Regions from separate parts of the Sus scrofa genome. Here region 1 is linked to region 2. Evidence: chromatin contacts called from public HiChIP or PLAC-seq data. All regions are on one chromosome and are shown on one strand. The core of a region is the stretch at or near the end of the contact, and the rest is flanking DNA. Distances in the headings are between cores, read along the strand shown. Region 1 overlaps TANC2 (protein TANC2). Region 2 overlaps TANC2 (protein TANC2).

What was found. HiChIP or PLAC-seq counts read pairs in DNA pulled down with a chosen protein or histone mark.
Region 1: a contact with region 2 is called in an H3K27ac HiChIP or PLAC-seq map of alveolar macrophages. The contact joins two enhancer-like sites. A contact is called at or near these places in 1 of 47 Hi-C or Micro-C datasets (embryonic fibroblasts) and 1 of 2 datasets of contacts at active chromatin or transcription factors (alveolar macrophages).

What each region holds. Positions count from the first base shown.
Region 1 is chr12:15,804,268-15,808,457 of Sscrofa11.1, reverse strand. All of the region lies in intron 1 of TANC2 (protein TANC2), which reads left to right. Among named protein-coding and RNA genes, the nearest start is that of TANC2, 7.5 kb to the left of the region's middle. Within about 2 kb of position 2,022, at least 6 of the 83 cell types and tissues checked have an H3K27ac peak or open chromatin away from gene starts, as enhancers often do. A contact at or near this core is called in alveolar macrophages, where this site is marked.
Region 2 is chr12:15,577,759-15,582,157 of Sscrofa11.1, reverse strand. The region is part of intron 7 of TANC2 (protein TANC2); the gene reads left to right. Among named protein-coding and RNA genes, the nearest start is that of CYB561, 140 kb to the right of the region's middle. Within about 2 kb of position 2,662, at least 16 of the 83 cell types and tissues checked have an H3K27ac peak or open chromatin away from gene starts, as enhancers often do. A contact at or near this core is called in alveolar macrophages, where this site is marked.

The DNA of each region.
Region 1 (4,190 bases), core at 773-3,272, 230 kb before region 2:
ATCAGTGAAAAACTTTCTGGAAGGGATCTTTCTTGTTGTAGCAAACGCTGAGTAAATAATTGCAATACCATGACTTTTTTCTAGAAACAAATTTCTTTTATTAGGTCAATTTATTTTATTTACAAAATCTTTATAAATCATATGGAAGCTGTTTTTGTGGATGTTGCAAGGTAAGTTGCTTTTATATGGGCCACACATTATAGCAGTATCTTACTATGTTCAGCTTCTGTTTCTTTTTGAATAGTTAAGGATAAATATGATTAAGGTTAAGAGGCAAAAGAATTAGGTTGGTTTTAGTTGTCATCACGCCCTTTCTTTACCCTTTCCTTTCCCACAATATCACTTGCTGCCTTTACTCAATGCATGACATACTCCCACCTCTCAAATGCCTTTCTTTTGATCAGAACTTGAGAGATACTGATGTCAGTCATTTAAACTGAGTAGTTGCATGATAGTGAATAATTTTTTTGGTATGTTTTTTAAAATTTTCATTGCCTTAGTAATTTATCTGACAGGCTCATCTTGTGCTGCCTTCTGACACCCATGTTATGTCTAACTCTGAAGAAGTTTCTGACAAAATGTATTATTCGATTCTACTATTTTTTTTCTCAGCAGAGGTATCCCAAGTGGAGAGGTTTGGAGCAGAGCATGTAAGAGAACATTTTTCTTTATTTGCTCTGGTCTGAGTCTCTCATATATGTATTTTGTATTAAAAGGAGTCATTGTTATATGAAAAAACCCTTGATTTTTGTGTATTAGTTTATTATATAGACACATCATGTTCAAGGTATATGAGTTAGATTTGTTATGTTGGGAAAGTTGGGGGATTTCTATGCAGTATATTAATACATTAAATCATTCCCTTAAATATTTATTGACTACCTACAATGTATTATATGTTTATTGACTTCCTGATAATGCCACCTTTACTCCTCCAGTCTTTCAGGTGAGGATAGGCATTTCATCTTCTTCCTTAAATAAAAGCTAAATTTGTAATTCAGAATTCTGTGTCTTGGGAGTTCCTTGTGGCACAGCAGACTGAGGATCTGGTGGCGTCACTGCAGCGGCTTGGGTTGCTTCTGTGATGCAGGTTTGATCCCTGGCCCAGGAACTTCTGTATGCCGCAGGGGCAGTTCAAGACAAAAAAACCAAAACAAAACCCAAACAGTTTTGTGTTGTAGATATTCATTCTACCTTTGGGAAAAATATAGTTGAAAAAAATGTTTTAAAGTTTATTACTTTCCTAAAGTTTCACTGACCATTGTTGATAAATTTTACTCTTTAAATGGTAAGAGTATCGTGAAAACAGTGACTTGTAGATGTCTTTTTATAAATGTCAGCAAGTACTGCAGACCTAAAATTCACAAAGAAAGTATATAAGCAATGGAAAACTTTTGTGATTCCAAACACTTATCTTTGGTCCAGGTAGCCATGCTTATTTCCTTGTCTGTAATACCATTATCATACATAGTTATGTCAGATGACATATCTGATTAGAGATTGACAACAAAGAAATAGGCACCAGTTTTTTCTTGGCAGGGAAACTCCCTTGCCCCACCTGTGGGGACATCTGTAAGTAGATTAGCTAATAAATTTGGAAATGGGAGTGGGTATGTATAAACTGTGATTTAATCATTTAGGCAGGAGACACTGCCTCAGATCTCAGTAAATTCCCTCTGCTTAAGTGAAGGAAGTTTCTTCTTAGCCCTTTGTTCCTAATTTTGTGTTAAGGGGTCCCACAATTTCTAGCTCTGACTGCTGAAATTTGATAAGGCAAAGCTAAGTCGCTTGATGGGTATGGGTACTCTAGAATTCTGTTTCTGTTCAAATTCCATGGAATCCTGTAGAGCTCCTGAGGATTGTGTTAGGGTGAATGAAGGTAATTAGCTTTAGTACACATGTGGAATGAAGAGTTACTACATACTCAAATTTTGCTTCAGCCTCACAGAATCTTAGCTCTTCCTTTTTTAGGGATTTAAAGAGGAAGAGCAACTTCCTTTGGAAGTTGTTATTCAGACATTGCTGTATTGTAGGATGACAACACTGTTGCTTTGTTGTAAGAAGCTTTTGAAATTTTAGAGTCATGAGACTGTATAGGAGAACATGAGTTTGTGAGTTTTGTTTTTTCATTGAATTTGTGAGTTTTTGAATCATGAAAACAAGGTCAAATTATCACTCGGTAGCTATTGTATAACGTGCTAAAAACTCTCTTGCAGGGTTTTGATGATGATGAAATAATTTCAGTGAAAAATCCTTAGGACGATGTCTGGTACTTAATAAATGATAATTTTTATTAGGTTTTGGGAAGTGACCTGTTTTTTGATGTGATCCTTTCCACAATATTTTACTAGCATTATCAGTCCAGCTTTTTCTTGTTATTTTGTCTTCATCTTTTTTTGGCTGCCCTGAGGCATATGCAGTTACCTGACCCAGGGATCAGATTGAGCCACAGTGTCAACCTTCGCCTGGATCCTTAACCCACTTGTGCTGGGCTGGGGATCAATCTATGTCCCAGCGCTCCAGAAATGCTGCTGATCCTGTTGTGCCACAGTTGGAACCCCTCTTGCTCTCTTTGTCAACCTAGCAAGGTTTTTTGAAAAATCCGTGTTAATTTGGCTACTCATTAGTTTTATTTGTGTCTTGATAATTTCTTTTATGGAGGATATGAAGAGAGCTGAAAGTTCTTGAATAACTGTAAACTTAAAAATAAAAACTCTTAGAAGCAGGATGCTCTTGGGCAGACTCCTAGTATGCATTTCTTTTTGTACTAGTTGCCTTTGCACCACAAACTGGTGAAAAATTAATTTTAATCTCTTCCCTAAGATGGAAAACCACAGCACTTGTTGAGACCTTGAGCCCTTTGACAGTTTTTTCAATTTGATCATATAAATATTTTCTACTTTTACAAGCATTTCATATTTTTGTAAATAACTCAAACTTTATGTGATAACTTTATCTGTGCCCCCCCTCCCCGCCACTATGTGCCGTATTGTTTGCTTTTTAAATTGTCTTTTAAAAAAATTTGTATGTGATAGTCAGGGTGGTTGGTTTTCTTTTGTGATCTGCTTAATAAAAAGTACTTGCCTATTTACAGTGTAAAATAATATACTAGAAAAAGTGCCCCTCTAAGTATTCAAACTCTCATTTTTTCCCCCAAGGTTCAATTATTTCTGTAACATTTTGCCTGTTTCTGCTAATTTGTGTACATAATGTGCGAGTAATTATTCATTGAATATTTTTCTTTAAATGCACTTAGCTCACTTTATCTTAATTTTATCCTTGGTTGTAATATCCATAAATTAATAAGTTTGTGCTAGTTGTAAAACAAAAACTAGTTTAATCCTGAAGATATCTTGCTTAATGCCTTGGGAAAGATCACTTGTGTGCAAATTTGGTTCTAGATTGGATAGTTTTGTATTTTTAAATAAATGAACTTAATAATGATTCCTCACCTTTAGATAATTTTTTTTTTTTTTTTTTGTCTTTTTGCCATTTCTTGGGCAGCTCCCATGGCATATGGAGGTTCCCAGGCTAGGGGTCAAATCAGAGCTGTAGCCACCAGCCTATGCCAGAGCCACAGCATCGTGGGATCCGAGCCGCGTCTGCAACCTACACCACAGCTCACGGCAAAGTTGGATCCTTAACCCACTGAGCAAGGGCAGGGACCGAACCCGCAACCTCATGGTTCCTAGTCGGATTCGTTAACCACTGCGCCACGATGGGAACTCCTAGATAATTTAATTCTATTTTGTCTTTGGCTGTATTAAAGGTAGCCATTTACTGTCAACAAATTTTAATTGTCATTACTTATAGTAGATAACTGGTATCTCCTCCCCCCTCCCTACTTAAAAAATCACAAAAGTATTTCTCTGCTTGCAACCACTAAAGTAAACAAACCAGAAGTGAATAAAAAAAAAATTAAAATTTCCCTCTCTTTCTCTACTTTTATTCCTTGAGGTAGGCCAGCATTAACCAACACTTTGAGGGTTTTTTTTGTTTGTTTCTTTGTTTGTTTTGCCATGCCAGCAGCACGTGGAAGTTCCCGGCCAGGGATCAAACCTGTGTTGCAGCAGTGACCTGGGATGCTGCACTGACGATGCCAGATCCTTAACCCACTCTACTACAAGAGCACTCTTCACTTTGAATATTTTTTTTTAACATATTCCTCTTTGTTCCAAAACCTTTAAGCA
Region 2 (4,399 bases), core at 1,413-3,912:
TAAAAGGGATAATATGAGTCTAAATTATTATGCCTATACACCTTATTTATTAATTTTTTTTCATCTATCACAGTGGTCATCTCATAACACTGGCTTTTCTGGCTAGTAGAGATTTTCATATTCTTAAGCAGTCCTGATCATATTTCTTCAAAAGAAGAGTAAAATGTAAATGCACGATCAGAAGCTGGATAGATGTCTGGAGAGTAGGATTTTAAACTGTTGAAGTAGCACTTAATGGCCATGTTGGACAAAATACTTCATCAGAGAATTATTTCTTGTCAGTGTTGAAGTAATACAAACACACTACTATTGCCTACAGGTCAAGTCATAGGTCAAGGAGTAGTTTGTATTGAGTTATTTTTTGTATCTGGAAACCATGGTTTGAGTATCTTCACATAGAGGCAGAAAAGTAAACCAAATGACTTATTTATTTTCAAAATTTAATAAATTATAAGTTAAAAGTGTTTCCAGAATGTAGAAAGATAAAATTATTTTCACAGGGAATTAGCCTGCTATCTGTATAATGTATGTTAATATTTGATAAGATCACAGCTTCTAGTAGCTTAAGTGATTAGATACCTAAATCAGTTTTTAAAGTAAATTTTATTAGCTCAGGAGGGTCTTCACTGCTCATTTTAGCTCTATATATACATATTTTTCTTTACTTTCTACCGTGTATATAGAAGTGGTTCCCCAAACTAGGGGAAGATAAATATTCACATCTCCTTGATGAATAGGAATAATTGAAGATGAGATGAGCTTGAAATAGGGAAAACATTCAATGTATTTGTACTTACTAAATTGTTCTAAACGTATGAACAGTGGGAGGGGAAGGTGATGATGCCAGTAATAAAAGGCTTTGTTCAAACCCAGCTTTTAAATTTCTCTTCTTAGTATGAGTAATATAATTATTTACTTTGAAGAGCAAATAATGTTGAATAATGATATGAAAATACCATTTGCATCACTTTTTTTAAAAATCTAGGGGATTGTTAGAGTTCTCGTCGCAGCAGAAACGAATCCGACGAGGAACCATGAGGTTGCTGGTTTGATCCCTGCCCTTACTCAGTGGGTTAAGGATCCGGCGTTGCCATGAGCTGTGGTGTAGGTCGCAGATGCAGCTCGGATCCCCTGTTGCTGTGGCTCTGGTGTAGGCTGGCAGCAACAGCTCCGATTCGACCCCTATCCTGGGAACCTCCATATGCTGCGGGTGCAGCTCTAAAAAGACAAAAGAAAAAAAATCTAGGGGATTGTTTAAGTGGTCCTTGCTCTGTTCCCACATGGGAAAGAGAAGCATCCTCTTTAGCCTGAGCTTCTCATTGACATCTTTATAGGACTCCATCTGTCAGGACCAGGAAATGGTCAAGGAATCATTTAAAATCCTTGAGGCTGCTGTTGGATTGAACTCTAAAGAATAAAACTATGTTATTCCATAAAATCTTTGATTTTTTAAAAGATTGGAAAGGATGTGTGGCTTTTATAACACTTGTGCTTAGAGGGGATAGAGTCAGCACATATGAAAATGTTTATAGTGATTTATTTTTTTAAATATTTTCTGAGCTTCTACTCTCACTATGACATAAATGGAAGAAATAGATGTAATAAAATTTTTTAAACAGCCATGTACTTTTTATTACTAAAATAGAAGTCTGATTAATATAAATATGTTGGTCAATTAGATTTAGCTGTATTCTTTTAGAAACATAAAGACTCAAACAAGTGAAGTCAGAAGTTAATGTACCAATTAAAAGCTCCATATACTACATATGAAGGTCATACTATTTACTGAAAACATAAAAACTTTTTACTTGATTGATGAAGTGACTAAAGTTGAGTTTGGGCAGTCTAGCATTAAGGCTTGGATTCTTCCTGGAGGAGCTTAGTTTTCTGAATATAAATTTAAATTTGCACCTTTGAATTAAAATTCTAAAATATGAAAAATTAAAACTATCTTTTATTGTTTTCAAAATATAAATCACTATTGCATTTTTTTTATTTTTAAAAAATCACATATTTATGGTTAAGCCTGTTGTGTTGAAGTAGAGAACCCTTGTGGGTCTGTGGTTGCATGGCAGAAATTATCAGAATAGACTGTCTGTGGTCATCCTTGATGTCTTCAAATGAGATTGGAGGGATGTGGAAGCAGGAAATGTTCGATTGCAACAGCTGCCCTCCGTGCTTTGTGTGAAAATGAGGAGTTATCAGGGAAATATACAAACGACAGAAGTCAGTTAAAACATAAACTCTCACCATCTACTTGTTAATGTTTGGAGCCGCACATTTTCCTAAGAAAAGGATCTTAAGAATCAGGTAAATGCAAAATGGGAATCCTGTGGGGGGGGGGAGGTTAAATGAATCCAATCAGAAACTATAATAAAGATTTTACCAAAAAAAAAAATCAGAAATTGGGTTTTTAGCAGTCAGACTGTTGGCTTTATGAATCAAGGGTGTAAAGGCCAGCAGAGTGGCTTCTTGCCCAGGCTGCAGCAAACATAAAGTGTCATTCCAAGCTCCTTGCTCAGGTCAGCCAGAATGGCAATTGTGCTGCTAAAATCTGTTTGCATTAGTGCAACTGATATAAGAAGAAATGACTTAAACTGATTCTAAACTCTATAATAATATAGAGTTACCTTTGGAATGTTTTGTACCAAATGTTGTCTGCTGGATTTTTTTTCTGCCCACTTGCGTATTAAATTCAAAAAGTATGTCAGTTAAATGTTCTGTAAATGAGTCAGCTGTTCCATTCTGATGAAATCTCAGAAAAATATATGCTTCCTTTTTCCACTTCCCTCTTCCCTTTCTGAAAACAAGGCTTTTTAATCACATAGGTTTTATGGGTTTTTTAAAAGCATTTTCTTTTCACAGAAAATTTTTACTATTGATTTGTTTTTCCTATTTCTTCAAATCACATTAGCTTACCAATTTGCCTTATATTTGTATCTGAAAAGTGTTCATTATAGTATTAATTTAACTTCACAGAATTGTCTCAAAAAATTGCTTTGATAGTTTCACAATAAGATTCGCACTATGAAGTGGGAATGTGTCTGTCCCTCTAGATCTGTCACTGGTGTATAGGATGATGAAGTACAAGGCATTGTTGCTGCAGCCACCTTCTTCATGCTTAGCTTTCAAATAACCCAGTGAGACAAAACCTAATTTGTTACTTGTTGATTATTTAAATATATCCCAAATGCAGTGTGTCTGTGAAATATAGTTACAGTCAGGCAAACATTTGTTGAGTATATGCTGTACATGCCAGGCACTCTTCAAAGTACTTGGGAATTATCAATAAACAAATATTCTTACCTTCATGGAACTTACATTCTCACCAGGAAAAGTAAAGTAAACATAATAAAGAAGTAGTTTATGTAGTACAATAGGAAGTGATAATGTGTTACAGGAAAGAGTAAAAGAGAAGCCAGCAGTACCTGAAGGATGATTATAAGCACATCACTGGAGCCAGGCATATTACCAGAGTGATGTCTGTCAAGCATTAAGCAGAGCAGTGGGGAAGGTGAGAACAGAGCTAGACAGATTTCTAAATCTAAGTAGAACTAGCCTGAAATTTAGTTCTATATGGAGCATTATGCGCAGGGTACTCTTATTTACACTGAAGGAATAAGGCTGTCAAAGATGAATCAGACACTGCCTTCTTGTCCTCAAGAACCCGCTGTAAGCTTTAAGGGAAGACAGCTGTTAACAATTAGCTGAATCACGCAAGTGCTAATTAGCCATATATGTATGTGGTTGCTGAAAGGGAAAAGCAGTTAATTCTGACTGGGGGATCGATCTGTCAGGGAAGCAGAAAAAGTATAGCCTGAGCAAATTTTGACAGTGACTGAGATGTTTGATAAAGTACAACAAAAAAAGACTTTTTCTCAGAAAGTGGCTTGCAAATGGAAAAGGTTCATTCATATGACTATTCGAGTGAGTACAACTACATACAAAGGCCACAGCTAACAATTTCAGGTCTCCTGGGTTGTTCTTCCTGATATTTGTCTCATATGCCTTTAAATAAGGTACTTGAAGGGGTAAGAATTTTGAAAATGATAAAGCAGAAAGGAATTGAAAGTAAGACTAAGGAAAATAATGATATCAGGAAAAACTGAATTATTTTGGGTTATTTGATAAAAGTGATAGATTCAGAGAGCAACAGAAGAGATATTAACTGCTAAAATAAGAAAAAGAAAGAATGTTTTAATAGATTTAGGTAACACTAACCCTAACAAAATTGCAATTCAGATTAAATTAGTAGTTTCCCATTGGCTGGTTTCAGATCTAAGCCCTGAATCAGGACTTCAGAGCTATTGTGCTTGATATTGAATCTGTCTTCTTTTCCTTAGTTCAGTTTGCCTTTGAGTATTTGGATTTGTAAAGGAATGAACTGTTAGTTCAGTGA